2 separate regions of the Gossypium arboreum genome follow, and region 1 is linked to region 2. A link is a contact called in public Hi-C data. All regions are on one chromosome and are shown on one strand. Each heading gives the region's core, a stretch centred on a gene start, on an enhancer-like site or on the middle of the called end of the contact. The rest is flanking DNA. Distances are from core to core; before and after follow the strand shown.

Region 1 (2,700 bases), core at 164-2,663, 230 kb before region 2:
TAAACTTAGAAAAATAAAAACCATGAGCATTTTTATTTATTTATTTCATCCCCCACTAAAATTAACCTCAAAAAATCTGTAGGCGTGACCATGCAAGTGGGGTGCATTATCATGGTCATCCCAATTTCACACAAATCCTCCTCCCCACCTCTCTGATCTCGCCACGTTATCGCTCCTAAAATCCTTTCATCTTTCTACCTAAGTCAACCCCACATTTTTCATCCTTTTTCATCCAATTAAATTCCTCCACATCATACCTTATATGTTTTATCCCTCCGATTTTCCTCCAATGAAAAACTAAGGTTTTTTTTTTTCTTGTCGTCTTTTACCGGCATTATTTCCGGCGAGCCGCCGTGAACGTTTGGTAGGAAATGGTACCGGCGGCAGGGAACTCATCCATTGCGAAACTCTGGCACTTGAGTCCAAGTGGTTGCAACGCACGCGCCACCTTCGTCCAAACCTCACGGCTACATCTACTCGTCGAAATTGAAACCGTCGCCGGCATGAAAACTCGAACAGCTTTCTTTAAGGTCTCAACGATATCATCCGGGTCCTCGCAAACCGATCCAACGCACTCGAAGCTAGCGTAACTAAACCCATCTTCAGGGGTAACATGGATGGTGGAGTAACGATCACCATCAATGCCATTCATGGAGTAACCACACGGATCAAACGCGAAGTCACATATGAAAGCTCCAGCGTTAATGGTGTCAATCCCCGTCAGCTCCGTCATGTCTCTGCCGGCTAAATCCCCTGTTTTGCTATCCCGGGAGAAGAACTTACGTGCAATGAGGCGGTCGAGTTCCGTCATGCAAACTTCGACGGTGAAAGTAGCATGAGAGGGATATTTCAGTGGAGGCAAAAGGGTAGCGGTGAAAACATGCCATGAATGAGCTGTTAACTTAGAAGGCATAACGAAGGCTTTTCGATAACAAAGATTGTCGGGGATATTATGTTCAATGTAAATGACTTCTTCTTGGAAGCTGGTGTGAGGGAAAGGTTGGGATTTGGGGAAGATGAAGTTACCTCTGGTGTAACTACATGTTTGCAAAGTGAGGCCAAGATTGTTGGCAAAGTGGATCAATGGAGGGATTGATTTGAGAAGTTGGGTTGTCCCACAGGTTTTGATGATGATCTTTGTAGGGTAAACAAATAAGCTTGATTCAGACAAAACGTAAGCATCAAAGAAAGGGTTCCCAACAGCTGCTACAACAGTGCATTGGACAGCAAGTAAGACTTGCTCGAGTGATTCGAAATCAAGCAGCCTAAGCCCCAACATGTTGTTCCCATCATCATCATCAATATCCCCAAAGAAATGGAGCTCTAGGCGTTTCTCAAACCCTTCAAACCCTGAAACAGCCATTTCCAAATGACAAAAAACCCAAAGACTGAAACAAGATTGAATTAATTAGATGGTGTAGAGGTGAGAGGTGTGGCATATCGGAATTTATAGGTGGCTTAAAGAGAGAGAGAGAGGAGGGAAGGGGGCATGCGATTGAGGCAACCAAGAATCATGATTGCAGGCATAATGAAGTGAATAAGATGATGATATGTTGTGAAATATTATCTCTTTTTTCCTTTTTTTTATTTTTCTTGTGTGTGTGAGAGAAAGAATCAAATCTTTCTTTCGTTGTTTCATGAAAGAAAGAGATACAAGGGAACGGGATTTATGCCCACGCGCATGCATTTTTCAGGTTTTCTTTGTCATGCTCATGCACTCACTAGTCCCGCCTGCAACTCTCCAGTAACTTCCATTTGGCTCCATTCCAACATATTGGAGTACTGTTTCATTGTACAAAGAATGGTATTTTTGGGGGATAAATTATTAACAAGCCATTCTCATTTCAAAGTGTTTGGGTTGAATAATTCTGCTGGGTAGTAATTTAAGGAAGATGCTGTTGGGGGAACTGATTATGTATGTTTGAGGGAGGGGCCCTAACACAATAATCATAGGCATAATCCTTGTTTGTTCTTCAACATTTATATGAAAGTCTTAAGAATTTTGTCTCAGATTGATAGTTCACATGCATTACCTTTGATTTTTTTTTTCCAACATTCACTGATGTCTGCTTCTTTCGTAACCAGAAAATTTATCCGTATGAATGTGGGATTTTGGTAAGCTTATATGAAAATTCTAGTCTGTCCGGGGTTTAGCATGGGATTATCAAATCATTGACAACTTTTTAGTGAGGTTTTTTCTTTAATTAGAAAAATTGTCAAAATGGACTCCATTGAAGAAAAAAATGATGAGGTCAAAACTTAAGGAAAATTTCTACTGTTATTAAGTGATTGGCATGAGAGAGTTTTAAAGAACAACAACGGCAACACTATTATAGGATGGACCAAATGTTTCAAAGCAGACCAAACAATCTTAATCATCAGTTTTGCAAATTAGAAATGAGTGGTCACACTTAATTCGCTATTTCATATATGTTCCCAAGTTGTTACAGGTTTTATTTATTAGGAAGCAAACAATATATATTATAACCTACAGAAATATTGATATATTATAAAAAAATACTCGTATTAAATTCAAAATACCCATTTAAATTTGTATATATCCATAATTGTCACCCATATGAATTATGTTTCTTGGTTGAAGAATAGAAAGTTGAAAATGCTTTTATTATTATTATTAATGAATATGATCCTAAGCCCAGCAAATTAAAATGGACTAAAATAATGGAAATAGAGGTAATT
Region 2 (2,700 bases), core at 3-2,502:
ACACTACATGGATTAGGTTTTATTGTTAAGACTTAAGATAGAGCATGGTAATGTGATAAAACAAATGTAGCAGCGCTCTTTAAAATCTTAAAGTAAATGCTCGGGAACAATTTAGAAAGGGAGACTTTTCTAGTTCAGGTCTATCATCAATCTGAAAATAAGGTTAAAACTTAAAAGAGAACTAAGATTTCATTACTACCAAGAGCTGGAAATCTATCATACTGATTTTATCATTAGAAGAAAGAAACTCTAGGCCATTATAAACTGTAGTACTAAAATCTAGGCATAAAAGGCATACTATATCAGCTTTCGAACCATCAAAGCAAACATGAAGATCTCCTGCTTTTGATTAGGTTAAGAACAGTGCAGATCACTTTATTAAAAACCTAATACAACATAAAAATTACACAATGAGACAGCTAAAAGATCTATATTCTAAACCCTCAAATTCCCCACGAAAGGCATCCGGATCCGGAAAAGTGAACAGATAGAATCACTCTATACAGAAAAATGGCAGAAAATGCTGACTATAAAAGCAATTAGTGTTGAAATTTGAGGTCAAGACTCGATTCACAAACGTTTTGAATCTAACCTTAACCGACGCTTGAAAGATATTAACTTCATAATAAGAATTTAAAAAGTGAACTAATAAACTAGAAGGAGGCCTAAGAACTAGTACTATTTCTTTCATAACAGTTCAAATTTACCAAGTTCAAAAGGTGTGGAAAAAGAAAGAATCAAGATTGAAAAATGAAAGGAATATATAAAGGAGAGGACTTTACAGATGAAAGGGACTAAACAGAGGAAGAGCAAGATGCCAGAGTTTCCACGGAGGAGCTCGTTGACCGGAGCCGAGAACACCACAAAGGCGGAGACCACGGTGGTTAACACTAGCTGTGCCGCAACGATGCCGTAAACCTTTCGGATAAAGCCCCATCGGAGCTGGTTCTCACCGTAGCTGAGTCCCGGGTACAGAGTGTCTCCTGACTCTAGATCTACCTTATCCGCCTTACTGACACTCGTGCTGCTCACACGCTCGTATCTGTACATTTTTTTTTTCTCCTGCTTTTCTTTTCTTTTATTCTCGTTTGATTTTCAGGGAAATGAGATGAGAAGAAAGAAACAGAGGGAAATTTTGTTGTAATTTTGTTTCTTTCTGAATAATGTATTGTATCATAAGAGAAGATAACCAATCTAAAAAGCCTTGAGGTGAGATCTACGCGTTATTAGTAGCTAATATTCCATCATGAAATCATGTATTTTATGGGAAGTTCTTAAGTTATTTAAATGCATAATGATTTACGTGGATTTTAGTAATTAATTAATTTTAAAAATTAAAATATTAAAAATATTTTTATATTTTATATAATTTTAATTTTTTCAAAATTATATTTATATACTTTTCTGAATTTTTAAAATTTTAAAAGTTAATTAATTATTTACGTGACATTTACATATATGTCATGTCAATGAAGTTAATAAATGTTAATTTTTTATTTATTTTGGAGTAATTTGACAAATAATGGAATTTTAAGGTTAAAAACTTTAAATAGAAGGCTAAAATATTTTTTTTAAGTTTAGAGAGTCAAATAAATCATTATGTCTTATTTAAATAACTTTTAGATTTTATTACAATTTAATGTTACTCTCAAACTAGAGTTGTTACTCATTGATCTGGGCGTTCACTCTACAACCCATGTCATAGGTTCAAGTCGTAATAATTATCTACTTATAATGTGTGTTGCTAGTAATTTACTATTATAAATAGTGTATAAATTGTACCAAAAAAATGTTAATCTCAACAAAAGAATTTAATTTAATGTTTGTTATACTTGAAAAAAACTCGAACTCCAAGCTTAAGATAAACAACAATAAAAAGGGCCAAACTCTTACAAACGTTCAGATGGCACAAAACCAACAATGAAGCTAAAAGGCACTAATATGGAATCTTGAATTCGATTATTGAATTTGATGTTACTCAAATAAATTGATTTTATCCCATCCATACATGTATTGAGCACGATCTTATCGGATTAAGAACACATACCTTAGCCAACCACATATTAGTCCCCTCAAATCCCCAACAACAACAACGATAGAAACAATAAGGGGCTAGAGGATAAAGAGAGAAAGGTGATAAAGAGGTAAAGGTTTTCATAAAAGGCAAGACTTCCATAACCAATAGAATCAAAGTATATTCTTTTAAGCTTTCATCATCTTCCCTTCACTAACTTAATCATTGAATAACATCCTAAAGAAACTACTCTAATGCCCCATAGTTCTTCTTTTTGTCTTGCAAGCCTGATGTAACAACCTTTACCTAGATTGATGATAGCCACAAATAAGGGAAGTCACATTTAGATGTTTAAAATCATATATAAAACTTTGGCATGGCTTAATTCGTGCCCAAGACAAAAACCAAGAAATTTTGAATCAATTTCGAATATAAAAACATAAATTTTCACGAAGCAGTAGTCCATATCTCAAGGCAAGGATAGCATGTCTCAAGACATGAGACCCCTAGAGTTAAAATTGTGTTGCCAACTTGTAGAAAACTTAAATTTAAGTCTTTAAACACTTCAAATCATTCCAAAGCATAACCAAAACATACTAAATCGCACAACATCAAATACTAACATTTGAGGACATTAAAATAGCTCTCATTCACCAAGAAAATTTACCACATTTTCAATCTTATTG

The links. A called contact is a pair of places that touch in the nucleus more often than the background predicts.
Region 1: a Hi-C map of leaf shows a contact between it and region 2, with 1.8 times the contacts expected there. The contact joins the promoter of LOC108478760 here to the promoter of LOC108476643 in region 2. A contact is called at or near these places in 2 of 5 Hi-C or Micro-C datasets (both in leaf).

What each region holds. Positions count from the first base shown.
Region 1 is chr10:99,519,127-99,521,826 of ASM2569848v2, reverse strand. LOC108478760 (S-adenosylmethionine decarboxylase proenzyme 4-like) reads right to left here and starts at 1,413. Exons shown (of 1, transcript XM_017781223.2): 1 at 6-1,413. The coding sequence starts at 1,363. The coding sequence ends at 335.
Region 2 is chr10:99,288,093-99,290,792 of ASM2569848v2, reverse strand. LOC108476643 (BI1-like protein) reads right to left here and starts at 1,252. Exons shown (of 4, transcript XM_017778915.2): 1 at 783-1,252; 2 at 1-3. The coding sequence starts at 1,050.